Regions from separate parts of the Larimichthys crocea genome. Here region 2 is linked to region 1. The links are chromatin contacts, called in public Hi-C maps. All regions are on one chromosome and are shown on one strand. The core of a region is the stretch at or near the end of the contact, and the rest is flanking DNA. Distances in the headings are between cores, read along the strand shown.

The links. Hi-C and Micro-C count contacts between places; a contact is called where the count stands out from the background.
Region 2: a contact with region 1 is called in a Hi-C map of muscle, with 15 times the contacts expected there. The contact joins the promoter of LOC104923521 here to the promoter of atp13a3 in region 1. A contact is called at or near these places in 2 of 7 Hi-C or Micro-C datasets (both in muscle).

What each region holds. Positions count from the first base shown.
Region 1 is chrXVII:22,781,264-22,786,134 of L_crocea_2.0, forward strand. atp13a3 (ATPase 13A3) reads left to right here and starts at 3,025. Exons shown (of 33, transcript XM_027290023.1): 1 at 3,025-3,302.
Region 2 is chrXVII:23,295,215-23,300,085 of L_crocea_2.0, forward strand. LOC104923521 (5-hydroxytryptamine receptor 3A) reads right to left here and starts at 2,117. Exons shown (of 9, transcript XM_019273278.2): 1 at 1,800-2,117; 2 at 820-980; 3 at 665-709. The coding sequence starts at 1,854.

The DNA of each region.
Region 1 (4,871 bases), core at 1,775-4,274:
TTAGGTCAGCATAATGCCGGAAAGAAATTGCTTTCAACATCTGTTCTGTTTTATGTACTTATAGTTATTCACATTTACTGATGGTGGAAATACTTTTGACACATTTAAGTCAGTGCTTCATTTAAATATATTTAATTCTTTAACTGTTTTGTCTTTAATACATTTGGGATGTGATTATTGAACCCACAATGAAAAGCTATTCAGTGCTTCCTGTTGCTGCTTAAGCCAATCCAGAGTTGCTGATAGACAAGAATGTATCCCATGAGTATAGCTTGGTAAAGAGGCCTGAAATCTGAATAAGATCAACCATTACACACAAGGTGTCAGTTTAACTGAAGCTCATATTGTAAAATATACTCTACATCTTCATCTGCTTAAACTTGTCACCATCTTGGGAAATAGACTGTTTTTCATCCATGTCTCCTCACAGAGCCATTAAACAAAAGAAAAAATGACGTGTTTGTACTCCATTAATGCCGTCTGATGTCATGATGAATGCTGAGCTAGCACTGCTCCATCTCTGGGCCTCATCTCTGTCCCTTCTGAGACTGGGCCAAAGGAAAACAAACCGTGTGCCCCATTTAAAAAGGTGGAATTCTGTTTGCAGAAGTGATGAAGAGCACGGATTAGCACATCTGAAGCAGCAGTGGGGGACTGGCCTTTCTGTTTTTTTTGGCCCGTACGTCAGTGATCGCTCCACTGCAGAGGACATGGAAGACGCTGGATGATTTAAGCCTGCAGGACATTTTGTTCACCTCTCATATGGCCCAGAAAGGGAGGAGGGAAAGGGAGAAATTGTTCAGGAGTAATACAAATCCCTGAATGATTGCAGAGAACGAGCAAAGAATTAATCAGAAACTGAAAGCTGATTAATGAATGTCTGGTTGTTACTAAATAACTCAGAATAAAAGATTATATAACAGTGATTTGCTTGAGATGTTGTGAAAGGACTCCACTGATTTGAGTCAGTTTTCTTGTCACAGATTGTCTGTAACATTGTATCAGAAAACTAATATATTAGATATAACTGTCTTCTGGACTGGGAGAATTAGACAAATAACACTGATGATGTCTAAACTTGGGCATGAAACTTTGATGCACACACTATTTTAATTTTTTATAATTTTGGGCTCTGTTGCTTTTTGACCAGTCTTTGTTTACTCTTTCTTGCAAATCCCCCAACTTTATGGAGTTAAGACTAAATCACTGGAGAGTTTAATGAACCATCCATACTCCTATTTGTAAATTTGCTTGGTTGGATTGGCTGGATTAACCCAGGACAAGAAATGTGCTGCTGGGTTCTCTCTGGTCTACTGATCCTGCCACCTCCTGCTGTCTGAGCACTGCGTATGAACTACACAACTGTAGATTACATGATGTTGTCATTATGTGCTGAAGGTTCAGAATAGCACTTTGTTGCCCTTATATGTAGATTAGGCTATGATAATTTGATTAAACACAACTTCATGTAGTAATATACACTAACATGTGGGAGCTCAGGACCCTTTAGGGTCACATGATCAGCTAACAATGCAGGACAAGGCTGAGGTGATATTGCATTTATTTGTACAAAATTGTGACAAACTGTCAATTAACTTAATTACTAATGAGTGAACATGGGGCTGTAGAAATCTGTATCCCAGAGCTCTTACCTGCATTATCAATTCCCTTCCTGATTAACCTTTCTATTGTGTTCATGGGAAAATTGGCCACTACCAATAATAAAAATCATAATAACTTTATTAATGACACTGAAAAACAAACATACGGTACAAACAAAGATTCAATAAAAATATGACATATCTTAGTGACTTGGATAAACAGATACCAGTTTGTGGTAATCCCTCAATATGTCTTTACAGTGGTCAATGTTAGCATATTAATTATACTTCTTTTACTGAAAAAGGAGTGGTTTACACAACATAAATAAGTGCCTAGGGTTGCAAAATCTGGGAATTTTCAAAGTTGGAAACTTTCCATGGGAATTAATGGGAATCTGTGGGAATACATGGGGATTCATGGGAATAAACAAGGAATTTACTAAATTGAATGTTGGTATGGAATTTAAATATAATTGGGTAAAATATATTTTAGCATAATCTCGACTAAAACAACCAGATTTCATGCACTTGAAGATCTATGCTGTTCCCCCATTACATGCACAGATGATTTCTAAAAAGCAAACAGCACATGAAAATGTATTCACACAGTAGATAGCTAGCTGATAAATTCCATTGACCATTTATACCATTTACCATAACATGATGCCAGCTTACCCCCAATTACTACATCACCCCAAATTTCCAGTGAAATCAGCCCCAACTCTTAGCACTTATCTTTTGACATGCTTATGGCTGAGCTCTTTTAAAGAATTTTTAATCGTAATCCCGTGATTCGTTTAATGTTTTAAATTGTTTCCAAATTTGCTGTTTTAATGATTTTAAATGACATTCTGATGTTTTTAATTAAATTTTCTTCTCTTTTTTATTTTATTTTATTATTTCTATTGTTTGTCTTAATGTCCAATGTTTTTCCTTGCCTCTGTAAAGCACTATGAATTGCCTTGTGTACGAATAGTGCTATACAAATAAACTTGCCTTGACTTGCCTTGCCTTAATTCCCACAAATTTCCAAAAATCCCCATGGAAAGTTTCCGATTTGGACTAGTTCCAACAGCTGAATTTCCTATGGAAGGTTTCTGGAAATTTACTTGAAATTTCTAATAATGATGGAGCAATGAAATTGGTTAAAATACGTCACATATTTACTTTGACTGGCAACACCATAATAGGAAACAAGGAAGGAACATGATGATTAAGTCTAAATCATGTGCAGAGCACAGTGTACAGCACTTCCACACCATGTGCTATTTTTTAAATCCCTGCTTTATACTGAGCTCTGACACAAAAATCAATCTTTACTTTTAATCACCTCGCCTCCACGTGCCATTATGTGTTCGCCCAAAGCTGTGACGCAGTGAATGAGCGCTTCATAATGACAACAACATTTAGTCTGAGGGGTTTTGCTGTGTACACCTTGCACAGCGCTCCCGTGATGTCACCACACATCACTTCCTGCCGTCAGACAGCCAGTTCGGGCCAGTTCACGGTGCTGTAGTACTCAGCCCGTCCTGCCGAGCTGTCAACACACAGCAAACATCCACTCTGCCTGTCGGGCTGCGACAACATTTCCCTATCAAACTTAGTCCGTTTTCCTCTTCAACGACGTTTTCCTTCAGATAACAGCTGCTCTCGTCTCACTATGACTCGAAGGTGATCTTCAGAGTGTCCAGGTGGTTCTGGGTGAGTGTTTTATTCTCATATATATATATATATTTGTGTGTGTGTCTGTGTGTGTGTGTGTGCGCTTTGCCCACATCGCTGTCATCATCACCCATGTGTCAGTGGCTACCTATTGAGGCTAACGCTAACGATAGCTAGCTGATGCGTGTACAGGAAAACCGGTTTGTGTTTTGCTATTGAAACAACGTTTTGGCCTCTGGGTGGTTTGTGAAACCGAAAGCAGAGAGATCACCGGCGGGGAGACACATGGACGTTTGTTGGTTTATAAGCCAAGCCACCAATTAGCTGGCTAACAATGAAGCCTGGCTAACATTAGCCCAGCTAGCCGACAACAACCGACGTCTTCCCCCGGTGAAGCACTTCCCTGGCTGCCGGGGGGCTCGGAGCCATGATTCATGGTCAGCAGGCAGCAATTGAGCACCAAATGTAATTATGGATAAACATTAGAAAACCTAGATTATGTTACAGTGTCCACTTGTGACAGTTACACGTACCGTGTGTGGTTGTAAGCTTGTTTTTGTGCTCCTTTAATTGGCTTTCCTACGTTGTTGTTATTACTTACAGCCATTTCATTACAATACATAATAAATACATGAAGTTTTAATCGTTTAACACGTCTCTTTCCGTTAGCTTTGACTCATTCCTCTTAAACACCTGTCACCTGGTCGAGTCTCCAGTAACAGGCTCAGATATATTTAAGATATATATATATATACCACCAGCAGCCTGTTCAAACCTGCTTTAAATCATAAACCCTCATTACAAACTCATCTTCAGTGTGTTAGAACATTTAAATAGTAGCTTTTTTAAAATTCAAAACAAATGTCTTCTTTACAATAATCATGAGCTCCTTCGCATTTAATTCATGCACACAATAATTACAAAATAAAAACAATCTATTATCCAGTGTATTGTGTTCAATGGCTAAAACTCAGAGTATTAACACAGCTCACTCCAAAACTGTATAACAAAATGTAGGAAACCAAAGCTATCTGTTTAGATAGTCTATCATTTTCTCTGTTTTCTTACATTACACATCTGTATGAATGTGAACTGGTGAAACAATTGTCCAGTGTCGCATCAACATTGTACTGAAAGACAAAGTTGCTAGGGAATAACTGGTTTCCCCCCCCGAATGACCGGTCACAGTAACCTGTACCTGCTGTTTCTGCCGCGGTACGCTCCGTTCAGTTCGATGGTATGAATTAATTGTGGATATTAGTAAGCATGTGTTTTATTTTGAGAACTAATCTCTATGAAAGTATAGGTAGTAGTCGTATAGATTCAAAGCACCAACTGACTGATCACGTGATTCAGTAGAGCCACTTTTTTAATATGTGAACAGGTCTTTTTGCACATTTGGATTATTACTCATTGACCAGTTTCACGGAGACCGCGATTGGACATTGGTCATTTTCGAGTCCTTCCACAAATTCTTAATTTGATTGAGGTCTGCATCCGACTTTCCCGTTACACTTCATTTCGGAATCTCCCATAAGCCTTTTGGTAAATAGTATCCGAGTAATCATGTGAGTCATTTTCAACTATGGTGTTATCTTCGACAATCTA
Region 2 (4,871 bases), core at 867-3,366, 510 kb after region 1:
TAGAACAAATGCTCTGCCATTAATTAAGTCTGGGTTTTTATTTCTGGGAGCCACCATCTTCTCTTAACTGGATCTTTGTAATGCATAACATATACTATGCATCAGAGAGAGAGAGAGAGAGAGAGAGAGAGAGAGAGATAAGCACATTTAATACGCTGCTGGGCCATACTCACTCATGTTGATAATTTTTTCCCAGGCTGTTTTTTCACTTTACGTTGCTGTGCCTAAAATGCCCACTGCCAAAGAGACTGTTCACCCACAAACCAAGGTTAAACTGAGAGAGCTAATCAAGACCTGAGTCAGCTCATCTGATCCTGGTGCCTGGAGTTACCATCTTCCCTGGGCTCAATATACTCATTATGCACACAACCACTAACACTGGTGTGTCACCTGTCAAGACCTCTTGAGGATATCAGCCCCCTCTGTTTCTTTCCCATGACTGCCATGGCATAGCAGAGCCCCTAGTGATTCTTCCTACTCCCATGCTTTAGAGATGCTGGCCTCCTTCCATTGACTAATCAGGTTCATTTTATGTATACTGTGCCTTTTAAAAAATAAACTATTTATTTGTGACTCATTATAAAGATGAAGAGAATTTCTCTGTTTGTTTTTGTGTGACTCACATACACAATCAAATGTTGATGTTTCATTACGGAAAACTTACCAGGGTTAGCCATATGAATACTGACAATGACTGGTCTTTTTCATTCTGAAAATGAGACATATTTATGATTATTAATGATGAATGAAATACACTTACACTACATCTGCACATGTTTTGAAGCAATGAATAGATGTTTGTGGATCTCAATGACTCACCACTCCTAAAATTCCCACCAGAGTTATACCGATGGTTACGTTCAGTGTATCTGAAAATGTTTTTACAGGTCGCAGTAGATTCTTACGAAACACTTCCTTATCAAGTGCAGCAAGCAAGGATTCAGGAGTTGGCCTGGTGCAGTTCAATGCTGCAACAAAACCTGAGTTAAGAAAGAGAACAAGAAAATCTAAATTCATGAGATAACCCAAATAAATGCACAATTCCTTTGTTGGTTTTTGCTTAAAGGTTTGGCAGATCTTTCTTTGTATGCTGAACAGAATAGTGGAAACACTTGCACTGAACTATTCAGCAAAATGCTTCATATCATCAACACAGTTAACACATTGCTACATTTCCAACACTTACATCCACACACATGCTCACTTAAATGTGGTATTTGTGTCATAAATGTTAACATGAAGTGTACATTCACTGAGCCAAAATGCAATAAAATCTGACATAATCTGTTACTCAGAAAATAATATTTGGTCAGTAGGCAACCTCAATATGCAACTATTTTCAGTCATCGGCGATAAATCACCATATAATTTGGCATACATTCTTCTCATTCCTGTCAGGATGAATTGTAAAACATTCGGTGACCCCTAAACTTTACATTTAGCACCACTATCGGATTAATAATGATTATAATTATAAAATTAATTATTATTAAAATTACTATAATTTCTAAATACCTGCAAACTAGCAACATTTTCATCAGCTGTTTTTTGCTTGAGTATTAGCATGCTAACACACTTATCTACAATGGTTAATATGCTAAATGTCATACCTACTAAAAAACAGCATACCAGCATTGTCATCATGAGCAATTAAGTGTAACCCAGCCAAAAGAGGACTCAGCTAATTGTTATTGCTGGTAATTTTGAACAATGGCAACTTGGGACTTTCACCCAACGATACAATTCAATGCTGAAGTTAAACTTCCCATATATTGTCAAAAGAAAAAAAAAATCCTTACTGTGAAGCAGTATAAAAAAGATGAAGATAAGTCCAGCTCTCTTTAGGTCTGTCATCTTGTGTGTGTGTCCGATCAACTACTTTCATTAACTGTCCCATCAGTTTCAAAGCAAAACAGCCTGAGTCAGCAGTCTGAGCAAATTCAGCTCTGGGCAAAGTTTTGATGACCCTCTTGCATGCAAATTCAATTCCTTTTTCGATCCTGCCATTCACTTCTCTGACGAATGTTCAGACTTGTTTCCTTGTCTGGAAATCCCATTATCTGGAACTGTTAATCCTGTTACCATATGCTCAGTACTTCCGTATGTTAATATTGCTGTTATTCCCCTACATCACAAAGATCTTGTTTCTAAATGGCCTCATCTCACACCCTTTCCTCCTGAATTACAATCATGCAAATAAAACCAGTCAAACAGGGTGTCAGGTGGCTATAATGTTGTTTTAAATTAATGTAGTTTAACTGTGCCTGTGTATTTTGGCAGTTTGCTAATATTTTAAGCAAACACCTCAAGGATGAAATGAGTCTGAGTCAGTATGATGTCCGAAACACAGTGTTGATATTTGAAACTGGAGAGCAGGGGCGGACTGGGACAATAATTCAGGCCGGGAATTTGATACCATCCCAGGGCACCACCACCACCCGATTAACACAAAACACCAAGAGTGAGTTAGGCTGGACACCTACTGATGTAAGAGTGTAATAATAATAATAAAGTAAAGGCTCCACATGCGCCCACATACAGCTTTTTCTATTTCTTTCCCCTACAAAATAAATGTTTCTGTTGTGCTGCAATAACCTGTACTCAAATCACATAGCAGCCACCCATAATTTCCCAGCTATTCAAATTCACTAATTGACAATCTTTATATGCATTGGCTATGTTCATATAACAAGAAATATGTTCTTAATCTCAATGAGATTTTACCTGGCAAAATAATGATTAGATGAAATAATATAATACATGGATTTCAATGTTCATATAATTTATTATGCTGTGTCTATGTCAGTTAACCATATTCTAAAATTTGCAACATCCTTTCTTACAACTTAAAACTTTTTATTAAGTCAGTTTTAGCCCCATCAGCTTCCACAAAGTGGAACTAACCTCCTCATGAAGCTAGTCGTGCTGGATGGTTGTGCGTTATCTGCAGAGGATGGATCAGAAGTTATTATCAGACTTATTACTGCCTGCAGAAAGATGAAAAGCACAATAATTTTAAGTGTTACCTGAAGATGCAGCTGTCTGGACAGAACGGCTCCAACTGTGCTGCACAGGTTACCGAGGAGGCTGTAAAACGATGTGACGGTTTCTCCCGGATTTCCTCTCCGGAATCTGCACCTCTGGTACACGATCCTTAAACAGTTAACACCGGTCAGTGCTGGAAACCTTTTCAATAAAAGTCCTGGAACAAAAGCTGGATAAAAAAAACGTACTTACAAAAGACATGAGAGCAGTAAAATGAGCGCCGATAAAGCGCAGAGACCGATGGGGACGCACAATTTATCTGCGTCTTGGGAGAAACAGGTGGTGGCTGAATCCACGCAAAATTCAACCAGACTGGAGAGAAAGGAGTTGGGGTTTCCTCTTGTCACTGCAGGACGCTCCATTTTAATTTGAAATATATCTACATTTGGGTTTCTTTGAAAAAACGAGGCGATGCAGCTGAGTGGAAGAGCCTGCGTGTTTTTAGGGAGGAGCTCACCTGTGTGATACACCTGCTGATCAGCCTGTCATATTTGCATACAGTATTTTAGGATCACCTTCGAGGAGTTCAGGTAGTCTACTGAATCCTTCCGAAGGATGAGGATCACAGAGGTGACTCTGATGATAGAGACATGTTTTCCTTTTTCCTTGTCGTGGGGCTTCTTGTTCTCAGTTTTTTAAAGTTGAGCCTTTAGACTGTAATTGAAAGGCAGGTTCTTCAGATCTCATCAGGACTTTTAAGGTCAAGCCATTCACTGCCTGCTTCAGATATGGCTGCATGAGTAAATGTTTGGTGGTTTTGGGGCGATTGTTTGGGACAGACCTCTTTCATAATGCACACATTAGAACAAGTTTAATTGACAACATTAAAAACTACTGCATTTTATTTAGGCGAGTCCAGACTCTTGTTATGACAAGACAGAAAAAGGTCTAATGTGCAAAGAAAAAATAAAAGAAAAAAGGACCTGTTTTTAGTCTGTCTTTTACTTGAATTATATTTATTTAGTTAGTTTCTCTATTAATAAATGATCATGTGTTTTATTATTATGATTTATTCATTTATTAACCTGCCTCTGGTGTTTCCTCAGTTCCTCAATGTTTTTGTTGTGTGAAGCACATTTAACAGTATTAACAGTATTTTTTAACCAAAATAAACTATATCAGTGTTTTCCCTATATTCATTCAGTAGGGGCGCAGATCATTAATATCAATGCGCCACTAATGATCTTTACTCGCACTGCGCGAACACAACAACACACAACGTTATTCTGGACTTGTTTTGAGTCATTAACTAGCGCAGCAAATCATGTCGGAGCCTCTTCTCATTCTTCAAAGGGCATCTACGTAAAAGTTCACGTTCAAGTTTACACACGTTAGAGTAGTGAGCAGCGTAGGTAGCGTAACGTCAGCGTAACGTCAGCGTAGCGTAGAGTAGCGTAGCTCCGTATGACGGTGTCCAACACATAGACATATATATGTCTATGGTCCAACAAGTGAGCGGGCAGGAAAAGTGACGGTGAAGTGGTAAAAGTGAACGGAGCAGCAGCAGCACAGAGAGAGAGGTTCACGGGAAATGTAGTTTGTCAGTTCATACATGCTACAGCTTCTCAAGCTAACGATAATTAGCTGCTTGTCATTACGACCTGTGTGAGTCCAGAGGAGCAGAGAGAGGAGCAGAGAGAGGAGCGAGGAGAGGAGCAAGGAGAGGAGCAGAGAGAGGAGCGAGGAGAGGAGCAGGGAGAGGAGCAGGGGGTGATGCAAAGAGAGGAGCGAGGAGAGGAGCAGAGAGTGATGCAAGGAGCAAGGAGAGGAGCAGAGAGAGGAGCAGAGAGGAACAGGGAGTGATGCAGAGAGAGGAGCAGGGAGAG